Regions from separate parts of the Danio rerio genome. Here region 1 is linked to region 2. A link is a contact called in public Hi-C data. All regions are on one chromosome and are shown on one strand. Each heading gives the region's core, a stretch centred on a gene start, on an enhancer-like site or on the middle of the called end of the contact. The rest is flanking DNA. Distances are from core to core; before and after follow the strand shown.

Region 1 (5,808 bases), core at 1,137-3,636, 520 kb before region 2:
AACCGAATCAATGGTTCTGTATAGTCTCTAGGGACATCAGAATAAGTATGCCCAAATGGAAATAGAAAACAAAAAATAATAATTAGCATAGCTGCTGTTCGTAGTGTATTTAAACGAGATGCAAAAATGGAGTGTTATAAATGAAAATAGCAGTTATATACACAAACATAGAAACAAACATGTAAAGCATATGAGAGTTTCTAACACAATGTCTGGTGTATTAATGAGGAGTGTGTACTGCAGGTGGTTGTCAAGCCAGCTCACCTGCGTGGAGCACATTCATGCATCATACCGTTGTGTGATGCATTGAGTGTATGCTTACTAAAAGACAGGTCTTTAATCTAGTTTTGAACTAAGAGAGTGTGTCTGAGCCTCGGACATTATCAGGAAGGCTATTCCAAAGTAGGAGCCATGTATGAGAAGGCTTGACCTCCTCTACTTGACCTATTCTAGGTCCTACCAGAATCCTTAAGGTTTGAGATCTTAAAGAACGGGTTGAACTGTAGCAAGACAGATGGTTGGTTAGATAAACAGGAGCTAGATTATTTAAAGCTTTATAGGTAAGTTGTAATATTTTATAATCAATAAGGCAGCCAGTGTAAAGAGAATAAAATTATTCAATTCAATTCGATTCAGCTTTATTTGTACATCGCTTTTACAACGTAGATTGTGTCAAAGCAGCTTCACATAAATGGTCATAGTAACTGGATCAGGGTGGTTCAGTTTTTAGTGTTTAAGTTCAGTTCAGTTTAGCTCAGTTCAGTGTGGTTTGAAATCATTACTGAGAGTCTAAACACTGAAGAGCAAAAAATTAGATTGATATGATCAAATTTTCTAGACCTGGTAAGAACTCATTTTGTATTAGCTGAAGTTTATTAATAGAGGATGCTGGGCAACCAGCAAACAGAGCATTACAATAATCCAGCCTAGAAGTTATGGTTATTAAGCATGAACTAGCTATTCTGCATCTGAGATGGATAGCTTCGTAACTTTTCTCAGATGAATGAAGGCGTATTTTTGTGACATGGGAGATGTGATTTTCAAAAGTTAAATTGTTTGCACAGGAAGTTTGGCCAGAAGAATAAAGGTTGTGCCCAACAGAGCCTGGTTTCTCTCAAGGTTTTTTCCCCCCTTCACTTCATCAATTGGTGAAGTTTTTTTTCCTCGCCACTGGCTTGCTCAGATCAGGACTCAGTTGATATCAGTTGATTGGCTCTTCAGTGCTTAAACTTTCAGCAGTGACATTTAAACCACACTGAACTAAACTGAACTTAAACTCTGCAATCTGGACTTTACCAGAACTAGGTTAAGTGGCTTTGACACTTTCTACATTGTAAAAAGTGCTATACAAATAAACATGATTTGAACTGAATTGGATTTTATTTTGTGATGATTTGGAATTATAAATATAGTTTTGTTTTCAGCATTGTTAGCATATAGGTATTATAATTGCTTATGTATAGGATTTTAGGTCACGCTGATGGTCTGTTTATTGAATTTAAGTTGCATTGCATCTATATGTCAACTAATTCTCTTTAGATTGTACGTAGACTGTTAGGTTGGGGTTGGGGTTAAGTTTAGGGTTAGTGTAAGTCCACATGTACTTGCAAAGTTTTTTTAGTTAAATGTCTGTTGAAGGAGCAGTATCAACAGATATTAAGCAGTCAGTCAACTAGTACTTAAAAGGACCATCAAAATAAAGTGTTACCGGATTTTATATTGGAATAAATCCTTAAACCTTCAATTTTATTAAAGCACTAATTAATTCAACTTTCCCAGTGATGGGTTGCGGCTGGAAGGGCATTCGCTGCGTAAAAAAATGTGCTGGATAAGTTGGCGGTTCATTCCGCTGTGGCGACCCCAGATTAATAAAGGGACAAAGGTGAAAAAAACATGAATGAAGGAATAAATAATTGATTCAACTTCCAGTTTTCCAGTTTCTGTGACACCCAGGCCAGGTTATCCCTACTCTCAGTCACCCCAATCACTCCGATCACCCTCACCTGAGTTTTGATTAGCTCGCACCTGCACGCCATCCCCTGCCATTTACACCAGCCCCATATAACCCAGCACCTCCACTCACTCAGTGTCCGGCCTTATTGATTGTCAGAAGGACTCACACTCACAGTCGGTGCAATCTAGCTTTCTCAGAGTATTACTTACCTGTCCTGTTTACCTGTTATCTCCAGTGTTCCTTATCTCCCTACTTCCTAGTGTGATGCTCATCTGTTGCCTCTGTCTCCCACTCCTTCCATGAACCTGGTTCCATTCATCCTTCCTCTGGTTCCTCCATATCATTCGATCCACTACTTCACTTCCAAGCTGCAATAGATTCTTGTTTAGTCTTAATATCTTCATCTTCCACTGTTTTTAATAAACTGTTTACATTTTACTCACAGTTCTGGTTTCTGATCTTCTTCTGTGACCTTTACAATGAAAATAAAATGTAAAAGGAAGTGCTATTTAAACACTATTTTTTTTTCTTTTAAAACCTAATGAAGATGAATTAAACTAGTTAACATTCACTCAGTGAATATGAATGTCAGTGTCAGCAAAATCTTTAAAATATTCATGAGCTTTTAAAGCAAGATCAAACCATATTAAATTAAATGAGGGAGAGGATCGTCCTATCTCATCCGTGCAGGGAATATTTTAAAGGTGCAGTAAGTCAGTGTCTTTTTAAACATGTTGTGTTGTGCTGGTTGAAAGTCTTTTCCCATTCCACTAATGATTAAAGTAATGTGTAAGGTATGTGTAACCCCGCCGGTCCTACACCACCCAACCCGATTCGAGCTGGGATTGAACCGGCGACCTTCCGCATGGGAGTTGATTGCTCTACTGTAGCATCTGAGGAGCCTCTAGAGGAGTGAGGTTTACTTGCACAGCACTAGATGGCCTCCTTTACATAAGACATGAAACTTAAAAATGTTCATCCAATTAAATATTGTCAGGCAGACATTTCCCAAAATTCTGATAAGGAGACTAAACTGTCTGTCAGTGAATGTTGATCTTTACAACTGTGCACCTCTGTTCACCAGATCCACTAATTGCATGCACGTGCTGCGAGATCATGTGCAGACGAGACAATAACATCAGTAAAATCAATTGCTAAATCAAAACATTAAAATCCTGAATCAACATTGGAGTTACTTTTGCTCACTTGAGGAAGGACGACACCGTGGCTGAAGTAATTTTGTTAGATGTTCTGTTTTAAAACTCTTTTAGTCACGCAAAGCTGACGTAGATTGTGTTGTTATAATTGGGTTATATGCACAGAAGTGTTGTTCAGCCACTAAAATCTTGATAAATGTGACTGTTTTTATCTTCATTCTTTTACAGCATCGATATTATAGATTTTATTTCATTTAACAACAAAGCAGAAGTAAATAGCGCTATTTTGCCATGCCTGCTTTACTAAGCTGAAGTTTGTTCTATATTCACATCACATTGGTTCATTTTTGAACTATGACAACCTGTGATGTATTATAAATGACAATTAAAGAATCAGTTAAAAAGGAAAAAAGTACATTAACAACATTATTCATTTCTATTCATTTGAAGATACACAAATCAAACTACATCAAATGAAAAGTAAATCTGTGTTACCTGATCTAAAATAAAAATTACTGTAGAGTTTAAACATTGCATCTTATTATATTGTCAAATTAATATATTGTTGTTGTTTTATCCAATTGTATGTCGTATTTTGACACTCCTGTTATTCAGCAATGTTTAATATTTACAGTAATTTTACTTTTTAGATAAGATTGCAATGATTATTGTTTATTTGATACCGAGCCTTTAATTGTCATTTATAAGAGATTTATAAAGCATAAATAGTCCTCACTTTAGATTAGGTCACAAAACTGCATGAAGTTGAGTTAATAAAGCATTTGTTAACATACATAACATTAATATATGCTTGAATATTAAGATGTAAAAACCTTGATTTAAATAGTTTATTAATCATTTATGAACTCATTCTGAATTATCTTAAAAACCTCTAACTACTCTTAAATACTACTTGTTTGTAAATAATGCAGTACTTTATTTAGTAATGAAAAATAAATCATTAAAAAAAGTATGAAAGTACATTCAATAAGAACATTAAACATATGGTTTTAAGCCAAGAAAACAGCATTTGTAGCTGCAGTTATAAACTGCTTACTAACGTTTATTAATGTAGGGTTAATGCTTAACATTTGATGAATTCACTAGATGCTAATGCTTAATAAATGGTTCATTGTGTGTAGTTATTATAAAGTGTTACCAGTACATCAGTTATTAGAAATTAGTTATTTAAACTATTATGTTTAGAAATGTGTCTCTCCGTTAAACAGAAATTTGGGAAAAAATAAACAGTAGGGCTAATAATTCTGACTTCAACTGTATGTAAACTTCTGGTTTCAACTGTATTTGTGCATTATCCCACATGAAAAAAATTATATAAATAGTAAATACTATAGTGTTTTAAACCATAATGTGTTGAAGTGTATTAAAATGAATATATTATAGCATTTATCACTATTTACACAACCCAGGCTTATTCTGATTATGTATCCCGATATACGTTTCTGGAGATCACCAAATACCAGCAGCTAAGTTTTTTGAAGTTTTTCTTTTTCACCCCCCATCATTTATACATGTAAATATTTTAATTATACAACTAGTTGTGGCACAAATACAAATATATTAAAGTCTGAGAGCGATATAATTAAAATACCTTCAGTTCTGCCCCCAGCCTCCCTTAAATCTTTCACTTTTACAGTTACAGTGAAATCACACCCATTCATTATTCTAAAAAGCTCCTCCTTAAATTGCTTTTCTTATCTGCTCTCTGTCTTTCTCCTTTAATTTTAAAAGCCATCTGTCTGATATCTTGTTTACAGAGCTCATTGCCCAGACTGGCCGCTTGCCTGCTGGTGACGGTGCTTTAAAAGAGATCTCCTCCTCCGACGTGAATCCCAGAAAAACACAGATCCAGCATTCCTGCATGCGTCACATGGGCCTGGAGGAGGGCAGACATTATCAGCTATAGTGAGACAGACGATGTGTGTGTACTTATGTGATTTATGAGGACATACAATTGTAAATCAACATAATAAAAAATAAAAAAAAAACACTGAATACACTGAACAAAAAAATGTTTCATTGTATTTACTAATTTGTCTTAAGGTAAGTAGTCACAAACAATTAATATGATAAGATTCAAAGGAAAGAAGATTTTTTCAACACATTTCTAAACAATAATTTTATTAACTTATTTCTAATAACTGATTTATTTTATCTTTGCCATGATGACAGTAAATAATATTTGACTAGATATTTTTTCAAGACACTTTTATACAGTTTAAAGTGACAATTAAAGGCTTAACTAGGTTATTTAGGTTATAGGCAGGTTAGGGTAATTAGGCAAGTTATTGTATAATGATGGTTTGTTCTGTAGACTGTCGAAAAAATATATAGTTTAAAGGGGCTAATAATTTTGTCCTTATAATGATTTTTAAAAATTAAAACCTCTTTTATTCTATAGCTGAAATAAAACAAATAAGACTTTTTCGAAATGAAAAAATATGATCAGACATACTGTGAAAATGTCCTTGCTTTGTTAAACATCATTTGGGAAATACTGAAAAAAAAATCAAATAAAAAAAAAATCAAAGGGGGGCTAATAAAACTGACTTCAACTGTATATTCTTTGTAACCACTTAAAAAACTTAGTAAATCAAATGAGCTATTTTTTTTAGTATGGTTTAAGAAGGCATGCTTTGTGTCCTCGTAAATCAAAATGCATAAAATCCTACTTGA
Region 2 (6,160 bases), core at 2,112-4,611:
ATTTTTTTTTTTTTTAAAGAAATTTATTTGTTCTGTCCACATGGTGACCTCGTTTGAAATATATTTTGGATGAAATTAGGTATAATTATAGGCATATAACAGGTATATTTACCTATATAGGAATACTAGGTTATACATTTACTTTATTGTCAGTTTAAAGCGACAGTCCACCCCAAAATGAAAACTAAATTATTAGTTCACTATGTTACAAACCTGGGCAGCATGGTGTCTCAGTGGTTGGCACTGTCATCTCACTGCAAGAAGGTCGCTGGTAAATTGGCCGTGAGGTGTGTGTGTGAGAATGTGAGAGTGTATGGGTGTTTCCCAGTGCTGGGTTGCAGCTGGAAGGGCATCCACTGTGTAAAACATATGCTGGATATCTTGGCGTTTCATTCTGCTGTGGTGACCCTTGATGAATTAAGGGACTAAGCCGAAGGTAAAGGAATGAATAAATGTTCTAAACCTGTATCCTTTTCTTAAGAAATGGTATTTTGATTTAGATTTTTTTAAACGCAGCTCTGCAAACAGAAATGAGTTTTGTCAGAGTTTCTGGATTAAATGCTCAGTTGTATTGCTGTCATATGTGACCATGGACAAAAAAAAAACAGTCATATAGATAGAAAAACAAAAACTTTGACTTCATGCTGACTTAAAAGTGTGTATTTGTCTTTGTACAGGTCTGGTGTACGACACACTGATGCAGAAACACCAGTGCATGTGTGGAAACAGTAACATCCACCCGGAGCACGCCGGACGCATCCAGAGCATCTGGTCACGACTGCAGGAAACTGGCCTGCGTGGACAGTGTGAGGTAATACTCGCTGTTTTATGTTCTAATGCTGACTCCATTTGATCTTTCTGCACCAAACTGATGACAGCTGGGCACTGTAGTGCGATTAAGAACGTTTCAGTCTATAGAGGGCGCTGTGGAGCCATCACAAACACAGCCACATCGCCCCGTTGATGAAACTTTATGAATAAACCTAAGCCTTTTGCTCAAGGAAAAAAGGGGGTGTGAGATTGATTCGAGTGCATTCGAGGGAAAATCAGGCTGGGAGAGAAGCAGACAACTTTTACATTAGAACAGAGGAGACAAAAAAAGTCTGAAGACCGCTCACAAAAATTTAAATAAAATGTAAAAAAAAAAAATATTAGAAATTCTTAGTTCGTGTTTTCTGCCACTTTTTTTGCTTTCCTTTTTTTTAATGGTAGCACCACATAAAGGGACAATTCACTCAATAATGAACACTATTTACACACCCTCAAGTGGTTATAAACTTTTATGAGTTTCTTCATGCTGTTTAACCCAAAAGAAGATATTTTGAAGAAAGCTGAAAACCTATAACCATTGACTTCCATAGTAGGAAAAAAAGAGCGTTTAAATTCAATGGTTACAGGTTTTAAACATACTTCAAAATATCTTCTTTTTTTGTTCAAGAGTAGAAAGAAACTCACAAAGGAGAGTAATATAGAATGTTTATTTTTGGGTAAACTAAAATCTTTCCAGCAGGATCTGAGATCAGTCAAAGAAGCAGTATTGTTAATTATTATTGTTAAGAGTTGTGAAATGTTGCCACTATCAATTTGAACAACAATAATTTTTATGTCTGCACAAAACTCCATACAAAAAAAAGCACCGCATTTTGTTTATTTGTTAAAAATTAATAATAATGTTCATTGTAATAGTGTTCATTTTCTTGTTTAGACGCATTGTTTTGCTTTATAATACACACTATACATATAATGTAAAATAAATATTGTCCCCAACTGTGGATGACTTTTAGTCTCGATTAAAATTGTACCTTTTTAGTTGAGCTTTTAGAGTCAATTGAAGAGATCAGGTTTTCAATGTTAAATTATTGAAAGAAGGTGAAAGTAAGGGCCAATTGGAGGAGGCTCATTCATTATCCTTGTGCTGCAGATGGTCTGTTTAACTGTATTCTCACTAGTGAAGCATTCAGTTTTTTCTCTTACTAAGTCGCCATGTTAATAGCAAATACGCCAAAGTGCGACACAACTGACTCTTAAAGGGAATGGGAGAGGAGACTCTGACTGGTTTATTCTCAAAACACACTCAGAACTCATTAAGAAAATAAGCTCAACCCTGTTAGACCATGTGCCGCATCACACAGCGTATTTTTCCGTTCTTAAAATTGCAAAAGTGGATTCAGACATACCCTCAATGTTTGTGTGCCATGCGCTTTAGACTTTGGGTCTAGATCGTTAAAATAGAACCCTATGTGTTTTACTTGTCTTGAAAATGCTTCTTGATTTAAGAATTGTTAGATTTTCCTACTCTAAGTAGGAAAAGCTATTTTTGCAGTGGAAACTTGAGGCCGCAAATAGACTGACTGAAGTCCAAGTCGAGTCTTTTTTGTTTGTTTGTCAAGCAAGTCTAAAGTCAAAATTTTGCGACTTAAGTCTGACTGAAGTCTGGTCATGTGACTGGAATCCCCCACGTCTGCTTTTGACTCCCAAAGTGGAAGCTTGGTTTATTTGCATTTTCATTAATTCATTTCCTTTGGGTTAGTCCCTTTAATCATCAGCGGTCGCCACAGCAGAATGAACCGCCAACTTATCCAGCATATGTTTTACACAGCGGATGCCCTTCCAGCTGCAACCAACCACTGGGAAACACCTATACACTACAGTCAATTTAGTTTATTCAATTCACCTATAGTGCATGTCTTTGGACTGTTGGGGAAACCGAAGCACCCGGAGGAAACTCATGCCAACACAGGGAGAACACGCAAACTCCACAGTGAAATGCCAACTGACCCAGCCAGAACTCAACCCAGCGACCTTCTTGCTGTGAGGCAACAGTGCTAACCAATGAGTCACCTCTTTTTAAAAAAGACCACGCTAAAAATATGTTGTCACCTGCGTCTGCAGCAAATTTTCATTCTATGCAAACTACACATGCTTCAAGACATGAATAAGATGATTCCACTCCGTTTTATTTTGCAAACTCAAAAAACCCCTTTTCCTCCCCAAAATGGGCGCAGAATCCCCGGCTGTGCCTGCTTATCTGGTCCTCCACCTGCTGAGGGCAATTCCTGAGCTCTGTCATCATCTGGAGCGCTGATCACTGCCGCCTTAATGGCCCTCGCTGGATCTAATCTCTCCTGCCACGCTGGCTCCATTGCGTCAGGCCTGTTAGAGTCAGTCGCGTAGCTGCAGTCTCTGTTTTCCTCCAAACAAACAAGTAAACAAGCACGACAATGGCGCACCCACCCACCCGCTCTCGCCCGCATGCGCTCCTTGGTGGGGATGTTTATTGTTCTGGGAGATGGAAACAGTGAATTGGGCCTCAATTAAAGGCAGTCATGCCTCTTAATACCCCCTAATCTACAGCAGGGGGGCCCTTAAAGAGTGTAGGGTTGTTTTAAGCTGCCGCCAGCCTGCACCGGACCCCCGCGGGCCCCTCTTTAACTGGCCCTGCTGTTAAATCCGAGATGTAGTACGTCCTGTTGCAGGTGTCACCTCCACTGAAAACCTCCCCAAAACGCTTCCACAGGTGGGCCGGTGGACCGATTCGCCTCCCTCTCTGATGGGTTTGTGCCTCGGAGGCCAGAGCTATTAAACAAAAAATGACATTATTGCAAATCCAGCAGCTCCGGCACCTCCAAGGGCCCACGGCTTTGTTCTGCAGACATGTGGGGCCTGGTTTGGAGTGGGAGGTGGATGTGGGGGTCTGTTTCAGCTCTGGTAGGACAGCTGAAAAAAAATGTAGGATAGATGGTGTGCAGGAAATTCTGTTGATCGTGTGGTTGATGAAACAGTAAAACGTTCAATTCAGTTCATCTTTATTTCTATAACGCTTTTTACAAGGCAGATTGTGTCACAGCAGCTTGAAGAAAATAGATGAGAGTTTATGCAGCTTACTATTTTAGATAGCATTCAAGCATATCAGACAGACAGAAGAGAGTTGTGGAATGTTGGTGTAGATCTGGTTAAATTAAAACGGATTAACCTCAGTTTTTTTTGTGTCACTGTTGAAGTTTATTTCAGTTTAAAACAAATATCACCGTTGAATACAAAAATCACCATTGAATACATCTCGGCAATACATACAGTGCTAAATACATGCAGATCTGCTTATCAGTTGATTTTAACCCTCTGGGGTCTGAGGGTGTTTTGGGGCTCTGGAGAAGTTTTGACATGCACTGACGTTTGTGTTGTTTTCAGTATCTTAAAAACATATTAATGGCTAAAGTGTGATAACACTGTAAACAGCACAATTTGGGCTACAATAATACCTAAGCAGCATGCTTGTCTGTGTTTGTGTTTTTGAGAAAGAAACATTTATGCATGGTTAGTGAAATCTTACATTTTGAAGTCACTGAAACAAGGCCGTGAAACACACAGAGAACATTTGTGCACAAGACTTTTGAGAACTGGATCTGGTAGTCTAGTGTTTTTGCTTCAAAATGATGTTACTTTATCAAGCAATGTTTGTTTTCAACTTGCATAGCTGCGTTTAAAAGTAGACAATTTAAGCTTTTTAGAAATACATGTCTCATCTGTGTGAGTTTTGTATTCACGGAGTTTCAGCGCATTTTACTGATACACTTCTCAGCAGTTCACGGAGAGAGAAAAGACAGAATGCCTACACTGTTTGTTTTCCTTATTTTGCAAAAGCACACACGTTTGTTGTTGTTGTGAGTGTACACAACAAAAAGTAGACACATAACAGATTTGATTGATGTATTGATCTTATGTGTACGATCAAAACTGAAAGTGTAATTTAAGTTCATTTCAGCAGTTTGACAACACTACTGGTCAAAACGCAGGTACACGGTCTTCGACCCCAGAGGGTTAAGAAAGACATTTTTGTAAACATTTGTTATCTTCAAAAATCAATGTTTTTGGACAGACTTGGCTTATGCTGTATAATTTACATTGTTAACCAATTGAAAATGTATTTTTAAAAATTTAAAATGTAAATTGTAGCTTTTTAACAAACAATAACAAAATGTTGAAATATAAATATTTAAATATTTAAATAAAAATAGTAAAACAAAGAAATACACTTACATAAAAAAGTATGTATATGTAATGTATATGTATATTTAATGTATTTCTACAGAAATGTCCCAGTATTTCTTTGTTGTAATAAGGATATCTCAATTAACCCCAAAAAAGCCAAAGCAAAGCAAACACTGCCAGTTTCTTTGGCATAAATGCAGCACTACAAATATAAAAATCGACTTAGACCTGATTTATAATGATTTTTTCAGCTGTAGTTTGAAACTTACACTGAGAAAATGCTTTTACCTAAGGACTTATTTTGCTGTCGCCATCTTGTGGTGGAACGTCAGCCGTCACTTTCTTTGGACCGCTCAGACAGGCTAATGGCTGCCGATGCTCTGAATACGAAATTTTTTAATCCGAAGTATTATTTTGATTACTTTGATTAAAAGATTATTTACATTCTTTGTGATTATTTTGCGTTTAATTAAGAATTTGGCAGGATTGCAAATATTTGCGACTTTTTGCTGATTTTACATAGGATTCAGCGATTGCGGCCTGGTATGTTATACACAAATAAATAAAAAAGACTTTAATAAATAAAAAAAAAGAATTGTAAAATGAATGAAAGTGTTTTTGGTGCAATTATCTCTTTGTCATTGGCCCATAAACATTTCATAACTGTAACAAAAGGCAATTCAACCATAACTTAATGTTACAACAGCTATCATAACATTATCAATATTTGGCTCATTTTTAGATTCTAGGAAGCTATAAAAATGTAAAACAGGAAATGCGTACAATTATTTTTCTTTACATCTCTCAAAATAGTCTGTCTGCCTGTCTGTCTGTCTGTCTGTCTATTTTTGAGAAAATTATTCAAATTTGTGAACAAACAACTTAATATTTTAGATCCATCTGTAACATATTTCTTAATAAAAAAATAATCAGGGTGAGGCAGTGGTGCAGTAGGTAGTGCTATCGCCTCACAGCAAGAAGGTTGCTGGGTCGCTGGTTCGAACCTCGGCTCAGTTGGTGTTTCTGTGTGGAGCTTGCATGTTCTCCCTGCGTTCGCATGGGTTTCCTCCGTGTGCTCCGGTTTCCCCCACAGTCCAAAGACATGCGGCACAGGTGAATTGGGTAAGCTAAATTGTCCGTAGTTTACGAGTGTGTGTGTGAATGAGTGTGT

The links. Hi-C and Micro-C count contacts between places; a contact is called where the count stands out from the background.
Region 1: a contact with region 2 is called in a Hi-C map of an unstated tissue, with 4 times the contacts expected there. The contact joins the promoter of slc4a3 here to the enhancer-like site in region 2. A contact is called at or near these places in 2 of 18 Hi-C or Micro-C datasets (caudal fin and an unstated tissue).

What each region holds. Positions count from the first base shown.
Region 1 is chr9:48,292,585-48,298,392 of GRCz12tu, reverse strand. It overlaps slc4a3 (solute carrier family 4 member 3), which reads right to left and starts at 2,386. Exons shown (of 24, transcript NM_001423525.1): 1 at 2,164-2,386. It overlaps LOC110440050 (a long non-coding RNA gene), which reads right to left. Exons shown (of 5, transcript XR_012385632.1): 5 at 3,512-5,008.
Region 2 is chr9:47,771,317-47,777,476 of GRCz12tu, reverse strand. hdac4 (histone deacetylase 4) reads left to right here. Exons shown (of 25, transcript NM_001039358.2): 13 at 678-811. Among named protein-coding and RNA genes, the nearest start is that of hdac4, 110 kb to the left of the region's middle. Within about 2 kb of position 3,361, at least 8 of the 62 cell types and tissues checked have an H3K27ac peak or open chromatin away from gene starts, as enhancers often do.